2 separate regions of the Canis lupus genome follow, and region 2 is linked to region 1. Evidence: chromatin contacts called from public Hi-C data. All regions are on one chromosome and are shown on one strand. Each heading gives the region's core, a stretch centred on a gene start, on an enhancer-like site or on the middle of the called end of the contact. The rest is flanking DNA. Distances are from core to core; before and after follow the strand shown. Region 1 has its middle 180 kb from the start of ARID2. Region 2 holds the start of ARID2 (AT-rich interactive domain-containing protein 2).

Region 1 (6,551 bases), core at 287-2,786:
TTATAGTTTCTGGGCCACTTCTCTTTGCTTGTTTGATCTCCCTATTCCCACATTTTAAATAGAGTCTCCTAATTTTTTTCTAAGATTTTTACTACTTTATTTTTACATTTACTGTTTTATTCATCTGAAAAAAAATTTTGTATTATTGTTTCTTTTCTTATCACAAAATAATACAGGTTCCTTGTAGACATTTTAGGAAACTTCAGATAATAAATAAGAAAACAATTCTAAATTACTCTTAATTTTCCACCTGCCAACACGCAGCCCTGTGAATGTTTCTATATCCTTTCAGTCTTTTTTTCTATGCATTGCACACAATCCATTAATTATTTTTAAAAGATTATACGATAAATTCTGTTATATAATCTGGTTTGGTTATTTACCAATACAATTAGAACAATTTTTCACATCATGAAATAATTCTCTACAACATATTTTTAATAGCACAGGAATAAACCAATAATTCCAATGTATAAATGTACTGTCATTTGTTTAATCAAATCCCTGTTTGGGGACATTCATATTGTCCTGTTTTTTTGCTAGAAAAACAATATGCTATGATGCTGCCTCTCATTTGTTAGATGACGTTTTGTACTTTGTCAAAGAACTCACTTAGTTTTGAGTATGTTTGTTCAATTTTAATAGCATCTAAAATTACCTACTTAAAAATCAGATAAGAAGAGGAAAAGAAGATCCATTTGTTTTTCTCCGGGTTGCTGTATTGAGACACCTGAACTGATTTGAAGCTACCATAAAAAAAAAACTGCAATTGATGGGTTTAGAAATTATGTTTCTAAAGAGCATCAACTAGAAAGAGTTCAGAATTGAAGAGTTCAGAAGTTAAAAAATAAACAATAAAGAGAGCACAGACAAAACCACCAGATGGTAGGATTAGAAAATCCTGAAGCACCAACAGCCAGGTGAAGGATCAATAGGGTAACAATGCCAGTTCTATTAATACCACCACCACCTACACACCAAGAAGCCTTGCCTCCAAGCTCTTTTGGAAAGAGACAGACATAAATCAATAAACATTCCATTTTGGATTTTACTAGACTCTCAAGACAAAAAAAAAAAAAATGAGTAGTAGAAAGTATAAGGATGAGTAGAAAAAAAATTATGAGCACAGAATATATTTTAGTTAAAATATAATTTTAATTTTAAATAAATCTGAATATTTGAAAAAATAATCTAAGTGGAACAAAAGCGTGTACGTTTGTCTGCCATCAAACATATTTCTATTTACGAAATACGACTTGCAATTTGGAGATTTCTCTGTCATGGTTGCCTTCCATAATGAACTCTATCCTAAACAAGAAAATATAAAGAAATATATTATTGAACTGTATACAATGAACCACAGAATGCAAAGTTAGAAGAGAATTTACAACTCAACTAGTCTGACTCTAGCATATACTACTGGGGAAGCTGAGGCCAGAAAAAGAGAAGTAATTTGCTAAAGATCAGACGTCAGTGACCAGCTGAGCCAGGAAATGCAGATCTCCTGCCTCTTAGCACAAGGTGCCCACCACAAAAACATCACAAATCAAGAACATGGTTATACTTGTTCATGTGCCTTGTGGTCATGACTTACACATCAAGGCAGGGAGGTAGCAAGATAAAATCTACATATAGATGTGTAACCACAATCATTTGAGCACTGCTTAAACAGCTAGCTATTAGTCCTCTGGCTGTCCTATGCCTTCAACGTTCACACGGGAAGCTCTCTAAAAAGGAGATAACAGACGAAGTCAGGAGAGGAGCTCCCGCCACAGCACCAGTTTCCTGGGACAGCACTACAGCCTGCCATTTTCCTGGTGCCAACATTGAAGGAGTGGCCTGATTGGCTCTTTCTTCAATGCATGTCCCCAGGGTAGGAGACCCTTAAACGCTATTCTTCTGAGGGAATTTTACAGTTAACAGCCAAGTGGAAAATGTTCAACACAATTAGATCTAACACCTTCTGAGTAGCAAATTAAAAATACATGACATTAAAAAGGACATTTTGGGGTTTTATTTTTTTAAGCTTAAGGTTAAAAAAACTTAGAAAGGAGAAAAGTACGTTTAGCCTGGAGCAAAAATTCTTGACTTTTCTCTGACACAACACATGTCCCATCTATAACAGTCACAACAGGGTATGAGTTTCTGCACAGAATGTGGTTTGCTGGATATAACTTCACCCTGTCTCCATACTGCTACTGATAAAACACCATAATTAGTTAATGATGAGATGAGCACTGGGTGTTATATGTTGGCAAATTGAATTTAAATTTTAAAAAAAGAAATAGGGAAAAATTCCAATAAAGAAGAGAAATAAGTAAAGGCAAAAAAAAAAAAAAAAAAAAACAACCCACCCACCATAATCGGGATAATATTTGGATATTTTAGAATAAAGTCTGGCACAGGAGTCTGGATCCTCCTTAATTCAGAAGCTGAAGCTGTTTGGACTGTGTTTATAATATGCATTTATTGTTAGTAGTGATAATAAAAATGGCCAAAATTATTCTAATTGGGAATTAACTGCACACAACTGTAATTTTTTAATAATAATAACAACCATAGTAATGGTAGTTACATGGAGAAAATATTTTCTCAAATGCTTACAACAGAGCCTGGCATACAGAATGCTCAATAAAGTTTAGAGGATATTATGGTTGTTGTTGAAGACAACTATCAACTACAATTACATGTAAATATTTCAAAACCAGGATAATCTATAGCATAAAAGCAGAATTTCATGTAGCAGGTGCCTCTGGTATCCCTATAACATGTTCTCTGCCCATCTCTAATATCAGCTATGGCTACAATGGACAGTTAAATGCAAGCTCTCCTACCTCACACTACCAGTGGAGATACTAATGCAAATGGGGTATTGCATTAAGCATTCTGCACCACACCTTGGAGTTTACTCACCTGGATATGCAAGGCAAGCCTGGAAGCACAGAAAAGGAAAAGCTTGTAAAGAAACTCTCAATTTATGGGGGGCAGGAGCCACTGTATTCAGGACAACTCCAGGGGTGAGCTACTCAGGTGATCTCAGTAGAACTGCCCTCCCCATAGTAACTGTTCCCAGCAGATTACTCCTCCCCTCTCCTATTCCCCTGACACCCTCACTCTTTCTTCCTGGGACCACCTCCCAAGTTAACCACCTGTACCCAAATCCTTGTCTCAGGCTCTGCTTTTAAGAGAACCCAAATTAAAGCATTGCATTCCTCAGTCTAGGTGATTTCCAGAAATATAAACTAGAAATACTTTAGATAGGTGCTCCTCAACACACAGAAATGTCAGATTATTTTGTTTTGGAGTAGAAATATTTTAAATGGAAGAGAAAGCCTTATTAGAAAGGACCTTTTGTAAAATAAGATTCATAATATTTTATTGTGTGAAACCATAAAAAAGTTGTGGAAAATAAATTTGTATGGGCAGCCCTGGTGGCCCAGTGGTTTAGCACTGCCTTCAGCCCAGGGCGTGATCCTGGAGACCCTGGATCAAGTTCCACGCAGGGCTCCCCGCATGGAGCCTGCTTCTCCCTCTGCCTCTCTCTCTCTCTCTCTCTCTCTCTCTGTATGTCATGAATAAATAAATAAAATTTTTAAAAATTGTAAAGAATTAGAGGAGACAAAAAAGAAGAGAAAAACCAATGTTTTCAGTAGTTGACCAATATTCCCATGTTCTGCATGGATGAGCCAGGTGATCATTGGCCCTTGTTCAGTTCTTTCTGATGCAAGGCCTTAAGAACATTTATTGTGTAACTACTTGTATGTCTGATTAATTCAAGCCTGAGATCTTTGGCTGAAAGAGGTCTTGGCAAAGTTCCAGAGGCTAATGGATAATTTGTAGCAACCATATCATGGGCATTTGGCTGCATGTCCAACAATGTGGGGGTAATAGCCAGTATTTGTTGGAATACTTAAGGCCCTTAATGATTGTTGCAAGTGACACAACCAAGTTAGAATGTCATAAAACTCTAGAGAGATCAAGTGACGAAGAGAAAACACTCAAGCATTTTCATATAATTGCCTTCAGAGTACTGACCATATAAAATTTAATTCCACAGGTACATTTAGAGCACTTACTATGACACAGAAATTAATAGTTATAGAACAGTTCACATCTACTATCTCATTCAAACCCAACATAACCAGTAAGATGGGGATTATTTACTTGACTCAGTAAGATGGGTATTATTTACTCGACTTCACAGATGATCCAACTGAGACTCAAGAAAGTGGTCACACAAAAAAAAAAGTGGTCACAGCAGGAGGGTGCTCTATGAATTCTGGTGAACTGAATGATCTACAGGAATCCAGATCTTCTAATTTCTTCTTCTTTGCTTTTTCTCCTACTTTTGGCTGCCTTTTTGCACAGGACCAAGTGCCACCTCAACAGGAAATGCAAATGATTAGTCTTTGCTCTCTACCTTGAGGACTCTTACCATTGAGGATGGAGAAGGGTGGTGTATTGGATTAAGTGAATTGACCCATGACATATGAATTTACCAAAGAGAGAAGAGTACTAGCTAGCGTGGTTAGGAAAGGCTCTCTAAAGGGGAATGGAGGTAGAGCTGGACTCGAAGGGATGGTCAGGATTTTCATGGGGCAAGAGGAGACACTGAAAGCCTTGCCACCAGCTAAGAGGATACTGAGATGACAGCTTTAGGTTTTGAAAAATCTCGTAGGTCTTGGTGACTCTCTGGTGACATTGTGAAATATCTCAGTTTGTCATATTTCCTACGTCAGAATTTATTATTAGATAATGATTCATTCTCTTCTCCAAATATGTTCTTTGTCTTCAGAGATTCATTTTCTCTTCTGCAACTTACCTGGATAAAGACCATACATCAGAATGGATAAATCAAGTGATACAGCTACTAACCATTAAACATATGTATTATTTTCCCCCTCTGTGAGATGGTGATGATTAAGGAATTATATGCAGAAATGAGGATTCGCTTGGTAGCGATTACTATCTATTCATTCAACAAATATATTTAATGTCTACTACATGCCAGGCATGGGGTTAAAGTAATAAAATAGACCAAGCACCCATATCAGTTAGGAACCAACATAGCTCAAAATAAAGAAAATTCCCACCCCACCCCAGTGGCTTTACTGAAGAGGGTAGCATGATTTCCACTTAACAAGAAATCATGAGGGAGGTGGTCAGGGCTGGTAGGATGTGCCATGATGCCATCAGGGACCCTGTTTCTCTCTAGCTTTCTCCTCAGCCTCCTTACAGGGCTAGTTTTTGTACTGGTAATTTCATAATCACAAGACATCTATTCCAGAAGCCTGTCAAGGACTTCTGGGAAGTCTTTACTTTCCTACACAGGCATTGCTCCTTCCTTCTTACTCCTTCTGCTTGTTTTGAATACAGGTATGATTTCAGACTTCTGCTCACATGTTACTGACCAGAGGTGTAGTACATGGCTACCCCTAGCTGCAAATCAGAATGTGAGAGTAAGCATTCTTAGCTGGACATATTTCCACCCCAAATAAAACCTGGGATCTGTGAGGAAGAAGGGGCACTCTAGTTCTCCAGCAGTATCTGCCATAGGCCATGCATCGTGGAGCTCATATTCTTGTCTAGCAGATTATATCTTTAGGGCTCTACGGTGGCGGCAGCTGGAGCCAGGAGAACAGGAATTTGTTGGAATGATGTAAACCAGCTCACAGAATCAAAGGGAAATTGGAGGTTCAGGTCATAGAAAGATGAGACCTGGGGCAGCCTCTGAGTAGTCTCATTTGGTGGCAGTGATCTCACAAATGAACCCCAAACACAGAAGTGGTACCAAGAATTAGGAGAAGAGTCCAAGTACTGCATTGGATCCTAGCAATCCTACCAAGTTGGCCCACAATGGGAAAGGTGACTTCCCAAAAAGGAAGTCAGAGAGTGCCTACCAAAAAAAGAGGCCAAGGTGCTGAGCAACATAACAGGTCCAGGACATTGGCCAAGGGATTGATACCTGTAAAAAGATTTAAGTTTTCCAGTTGACAAGTTCTCAAGTGCTATTAAGCACTGTAAAATTGTTAATATTGTACCTTTATCTTAAAAGCACATCTTTGCTCCAATTTTTTAATACTTTAGAAAAATCCAATTTTCAGTTTTCAGAACTGCAAAAAAAAAAAATGGTTTACAGAAAAAAAAAAACAGCAGAAGACTAGATGGTTTTGCTATTAAGACTGTCTTCTGGTTACATTTTATATGTAGGTTCTTCTGAATGTAGGTTAGGGAGCTATTAAAAAATTAAATAAGAGAAGAGCATTGCTTCTGCCATTTGACTTGAAGATGTTCACAGCAGGGCAACATAAAATCGGATTTTTACAATGTTGTCTTAAAAAAAAAAATACCATGTACTGAATTAGAAGCCCACGGGCAGATTAGGCCATTAAGAACTATTACCCATATTATTACTGCTAAAATATTTATATATTATAATTTTGTAATAAGGTATTTCCAAAGAAAACAATGTTGGCCTAAAATGCTCATGTTATTAAAGCCATTCCAGCAGAGTGTTGTTTGAAAAATCGCTGAAGCAGCAAAAGCCAAAA
Region 2 (5,947 bases), core at 1,883-4,382, 180 kb after region 1:
CGGGATACTAGGGAAGATGTCCCAACGCCGGAGAACCGGAGACACTAGGAACGCACAGACCTACATCCCGACCGGCCGAGCTGTATCTCCGCGTCCGCGCCTCGGTTCCCAGGCCGGCCCCCTCAGCAGCGGCCCGGGGCCGGGGCCGGGGCCGGGGCGCGACCGGGGCGCGACCGGCGTCCGGGCCGGGGCTGCGGGCGTCGCCGCCGTCCGACCCCGCGGCTCCCCGGCTCCCCGGCCCCCGGCCGGCCGCGAGCGCCCCGAGCCCGCGACTCCCACACGGGCGACCGACGCTGCCGCGGGCTCCGGCGTCTCCAAACTACCGGAAAGTCTCGCGGCACGAGTGGCGCGGCTGAGGCGGAGACGGAGGCGGCCGCTGCCGTCGCGCGTCGCCCCGGCCCCGGCCCCGGCCCCTCGCGGCGGGCCGAGCGGCGCAGGCGACGCTCCGGGACGACATGGCGGGACGGGCCGGGCCGCGCCGGAGCTGCCGAGCCGCGGCGGCGGCAAGTGCCCCGAGCAGCCGGCCGCCGCTCTCCCTTCTCCCCTTAGTTACAGTTACCCCGGCGGCTGCTGGCGCTTCCTTCGAGACAATGAAAATAGTAAAAACAAAACAAAACAAAAAGCGTGGAGGGAAGAGACGTCGCGGACATTTTCCGTCGAACGCGGAAACTCGTTTCCCCTCGGCTCCAGCCCTTGAGCAGAATCTCCAAACTCCGATTGCATCCTCAGCCGAGGTATTCCATGTTGACAGATCTCTCGCCTCCCACAAAATGGGGCCGAGGAGGCGGCCGCTGTCTCCTCTATGGGCGCCGCCATTTTGTGAGGCGGCGGCGGCGGCGCGGCGGCAGCGGCCCGGGGTGTGTGTAATGGTTGAATAGAATGACCCCCTCTAGGGAATCCCCGGCGCTGACAGTTACGTAAGGGGCTGTGCGCAAGTGCGGCGTTTAGGGAATCCGCACAGCCCCGGCCACGCAGCTCTGCGGCCCACATCTCCACCACCCCTAAGAGGACCGGTGGGGGGAAGGGACAGATGACCTGGCCTCCCTCCTACCCCGCCCCCTCCCTCCCTCCCTCCCTCCCCCCCGCCCCCCCAGCCAGCCCGGGCCCGGCTCCTCCACTCCCCCAGCCGGGTCTCCGCCTTTCCCCGGCTTCCGTGACACTCACTGGCCCTCGGGTGTCAGGAACTTCCTAGCCACAGCCTCATTCCAATCCCCGTTGAAGACACAAACTTTACTTGGGAAATAAATCCGTTTCCTAGAGTGAGCACCGGAAGCACGCTGGGCTGTATTACATAATTTTTTTTTTTTTTATTCCCCCACCACCGCCGAATAAATGTTCCCATTGGAACCACTACCTGAAATGATCATCCTCCAGACCTTTATAAGCCTGTGACCTTGGGGTTACTCGGTGACTTTGCCCGTAGTGGCCATCGCTAAAATGGGAATGAGGAGACGCCTCCCGTTACAGCGAAGCCTCATTACCATTCGTGGCGAGGAGCCGACACCCCCTTGTAAATGCAAACTTAGGTGGGAGTATTTGTTGAGCTGATTAGCCTCCCTTTAAGCAGCCTTTTTCTTATTAACCTTCAGCGTTTTCTTTTTTTTTTTTTAACACGGGGATGGCTTTTGAGACGTTTGGAAGCAAGGGGGCACCAGGTCTTGCTATGTATTTATAAGCGCATCTATCTTGAAGGCACCTTAACGCGAAAATATAAAACGTTAATTATCGTCCAAGTTCAGAAGGTTGGCTCCCGAGCCGGTTTAATTACTGTTTTTGCATAACTCAGCATAAAATAATCTAGTTTGATAGGTGAAAGCGACCAGAGAGGCAAGACGACGTGGGCATCCGTGTATTTCCAGGAGAACTAGGACACACACACACACACACACACACACACACACACACACAGTTCCCATCGTATTTGATTTCCAGTTCGCTCAAGTTAGTTTGTGGATAATTCATGGAAAATGTGCTAATCAGGCCCCAAAATACTAGCACAAGGCTCGGAAACGCCGATTCCCTTAGACCCTCAAAAAAAAAAAAAAAAAAAAAAGGACTTTATTCGGATCCGTGAAGGATGCGTAGCGGCAGGAGCTGCCCCTCGGAGCTTCCCTTGCCCGCCGAGCGCCAGGCCGGTGCTGGGTGCTGCGGGGCCGGCGGGGACCCCGGGGCGGCCCTGGCAACAGCCGGGCCGGGGACGCGAACATCGCCTCCACCCCTAACCCTGGAACAACCGGTAGTGGCCGTTTCCCCGCGCCGCCCCCCTTTCCGCCGGCTTTGTGTGCGTGTGAAATGTGCGGCACATTGCAGATGAACCCTAAGCCCGGCGAGCCGAGTCTATTGTTCCCCGCGAGGAGCTGCCGGGGCGGTGTGGAGCCGGGCGCAGTGCCGCGGCCGGCCCTCGGGGGTCGCTGTGCGGCGCTGGCTGCCCGGCCGTGGCGGCGGCGGCGGCGGCGGCGGCGGCGGCGCTGGCGGCGGCGGCAGAGAGCGAGGCTGGCGGGGAAGGAAGCGGGCGGGCGGCGCGCAGCGGCTCGGCCGCCGCCGGTGCTTTCTGCCCGGGGACGCCCCGGCCGCCGCGGCCCAGGCCGCGCGTGAATGTGTGCGAGGGCCCCGCGGAGCCGCGGCCGGAATACACGCTGTCACCCCTCTCTCCACAAACCACCACACAGACCTCCCCCTCCCCACCCCCAGCCCCGCCTGCCCCAGCCCCGCCGCCGCCGCCGCCGCCGCCGCCGAAACTCCGGGCCTCCGGCCGCTCACCGTCGGCTCGCCCGGCCCCTCGCCCGCCCGCGCGCCCCCGGCAGCAGCCCCATGTTGAATCGCGTCCGCAGGCCGAGCCGCCTGGGCCGGCGGCGCTGAGAGGCGGGCGAGAGCCGGGCCGCGGGGAGGGAGGGAGGGAGGGAGGGAAGGAAGGGGTGGGGGCCGCGCTCGCCCCGCGGCTTCGCGCCGATCCGGCAGTCGCCTGCCCCTCTAGTTTCGCTCCGATTTCTTTAAACTTTTTTAGAAATTCCCCTCCCTCCTTCCCTCCTCTCCCCCCGGCCTCCGGCTCCCTCCTTCCCCTCCTCCTCCTCCTCCTCCCCCTCCCTCCCTCCCTCCCTGCGCCGCCGCCGCCGCCGCCGCCGCCGCCGCCGCCGCCGCCGCCGCCACCGCCGGCCCATGACTGAGCCCCGCCGCCGCCGCCGGCCGAGGAATGGGCTCCGGGCTCTGGTAGGACGCGCGGGGAGCGGGGGCCGCTTTTAAGACGCCGATCCGGGTTTTTTTTGAAACCTCCTTTGCAAAAATAATGGCAAACTCGACGGGGAAGGCGCCTCCGGACGAGCGGAGAAAGGGACTCGCTTTCCTGGACGAGCTGCGGCAGTTCCACCACAGCAGAGGGTGAGCGCAGAGCCGGGGGGGCAGCGCCGGGGCGAGCCGGGGCGAACGGGGCTCTCCCGCCCGGGCCGGGCGCGGGGTCCCGGCTGACAAGTGCGGGGCTTTCTCTCTCTCTCTCGCTCTCTCTCGCTCTCCTCTCGCTCTCCTCTCCTCTCTCTCTCTCTCTCTCTCTCTCGTCTCCTCTCCCGCAGGTCGCCTTTTAAAAAAATCCCTGCGGTGGGTGGGAAGGAGCTGGATCTTCACGGTCTCTACACCAGAGTCACTACTTTAGGCGGATTCGCGAAGGTGAGTGGAAGTTTTAATTCGTATTTCCCTCTCGCTGGCCTGCTCCGAAAAGTCTCCTTTGACCCCGGAGTGGGCGCTCGGGGCCCGGGGCGGGGGGGGCCCGGTGGCCCGCGGGGGCAAAAGGCGTTCTCGGCGCTCGCAGCCGGTGGCACGGAGGCGGCCGGGCGGCGGGGCTGTTTTTTTGGCCTGGTGGCTCGCGTGCGCGCGGCGGGGCGGCGGGGCTCGGGCGGGCGGGCGGCCCGGCGCCGGCTCGCGCCCTGCCCGCCGCCCGCCCGCCCGCCCGCCCGGCCGGCCGGCCCGGCGGGGTCCGAGCGCCGCGGCGGGGAGCGCGGGCGTGCAGGGGGCGCCCGCCCGAGCCCCGCCGCCCGGCCGAGCCCCGCCGCCCCGCGCCCGCCCGCCCGCCCGCCCGCCCGCGCGCCCGCCCGCCCGCTCGCTCGCGAGTCGGCTCCGCCGCGGCTGCCGCTCTAGCACAGGCGGAGACACAGAGACACACAGACTCTGAGAGCAGTTTTCGTGCAACTCAAAATTAGCGCGGGCAGGTTTCACATCGATAATCGGCCGCCAAATGATCCCGGCGGCCGGGGGCACAGCCTCGGCCCCGTCGCCCTCGGTTTATACGGCTAACAAAAGAAACCAGGACCTGTCTCCAAATAGCCATCTTAGGCTTCAAGGCTAGGCAGAAGCTGTAGGCCTCAAAGAAGGGCCTATGGAGATGGAGAGATGTGGGAGAGGGATCGGGAGCGGCCCCGGGCCCGGCCCCCCCCCCGGAACCCGCCGACGTCGCTGTCCGGAACAGTATTGATCCTTTTGAACTTTTTTTTTTTTTTTTTTTTAGTGTAAACGGACCGCGTTGAGATTTAAAAGGGGGCGACAGAGGGACTTGCGATTGGTTATTGTCCGGGCTTCAAAAACAAAACAAACCCACCAGTCTCCCCCACACACCCCCTCCCGGGCCCCCCGCCGCCGCCGCCCCCCCCCCCCCCAAACAAAACAAGTGCTATTAAATACAGGGCTCTCGGGTGAAAACACAGTGATTCGAGCCCCCCCCCCCCCCACACACACACTCCCTTGCTTAGTTCTCCTCACGGATCGATCCCAAACACCCACTGATGCCCGAGGTGGTGTATCCTCAGATCTCTGTAGAATGGGTATTTATTTCACGGTTAGGCTGCAGTCTCCCTGGACGGTGCACTCTCAGACAAGTGTGGCTGTGTTTTTAACAGGTTTCTGAGAAGAATCAGTGGGGAGAAATTGTTGAAGAGTTCAACTTTCCCAGAAGTTGTTCTAACGCTGCCTTTGCTTTAAAACAGTATTACTTGCGGTGAGTAGTAGTGACTCTTGCACAGTATTTGGAACTGAGGGACTCAAGGGGAGATTTGTGGGTGTTTTTTTTGTTGTTGTTGTTGTTGTTGTTTGTTTGTTTGTTTTTTGGTGGTGGTGGTAGGGATAAGCCCCCCACTCCCCCCAAACAAACCTTGCACACCAGTTTCTAAACTTGTCTTCATCTTTTCAGTCCGACAAACATCAAATATCCATAAAGTGAGGTTGTATAGGAAGGTGAAAGTTTTCCTCGCCTATTTTAGGACTGTTTACATTTTTCATACGGGATCATTACAGGTGACACCCCACCTCCCATCTTGGTAAACGTTCTTTTGTGACATTGTTATTGATTGGTTGATATCCACGGAGGGGCAGAGAGGTGATGCTTAGTAAAAGAGTTAAGATAGTTAATGAAACTTTGTATCCCCTGGGAAAATTTTTGCTTGGCTTCGGAAACTCCTTTGCCTTTTAAAATCCTCACTTTAAGATTCTCAAACAAAACAAAAATGATACCTCTTGCATGGAACCGTGTAACAGAGTAGTTTTTCAGTAGAATATTTACACACAGCATAGCATGTTTGGTGCCTTAGGTGACCAGGATTCTTTTTAGAATAAGTTCTTTGGGATTTTTGAGTGACTTAAAAACGTTCAGAAGGATTATTATATATGTAGGAAGATTAAGGATACTATGAAATGGAATACTATGATTTGGATTTTCTTTCATTCTCTCCCTCCTTTTTTGACAGTCTTTGACAAAGTAAGTTTCTTAGTTGATGTGTGGTACGCTTTAGATATTGTATTTTCTGATTAAGCTTTATTTTTTCCTTTTTCTGCTAAGAATATTTTCATATTGTAACCTATTATGAGGTCATCTTTTATTTTTAATGCTTGCTTACTCATAGAGGGTCTTTAGGTGGTGGTGGTGATTTAAAACTCAGAGGGTGCTCTTCGTATTTATTGCTGTTTAATA

What was found. Hi-C and Micro-C count contacts between places; a contact is called where the count stands out from the background.
Region 2: a contact with region 1 is called in a Hi-C map of blood, with 4 times the contacts expected there. The contact joins the promoter of ARID2 here to the enhancer-like site in region 1. A contact is called at or near these places in 2 of 9 Hi-C or Micro-C datasets (amygdala and blood).

Annotation. Positions count from the first base shown.
Region 1 is chr27:37,790,310-37,796,860 of UU_Cfam_GSD_1.0, forward strand. No RefSeq gene overlaps it. Among named protein-coding and RNA genes, the nearest start is that of ARID2, 180 kb to the right of the region's middle. Within about 2 kb of position 1,537, at least 1 of the 20 cell types and tissues checked has an H3K27ac peak or open chromatin away from gene starts, as enhancers often do. A contact at or near this core is called in blood, where this site is marked.
Region 2 is chr27:37,968,806-37,974,752 of UU_Cfam_GSD_1.0, forward strand. It overlaps ARID2 (AT-rich interactive domain-containing protein 2), which reads left to right and starts at 3,133. Exons shown (of 21, transcript XM_038577418.1): 1 at 3,133-3,375; 2 at 3,564-3,657; 3 at 4,881-4,978. The coding sequence starts at 3,284. It overlaps LOC102155300 (a long non-coding RNA gene), which reads right to left and starts at 163. Exons shown (of 2, transcript XR_005380073.1): 1 at 1-163.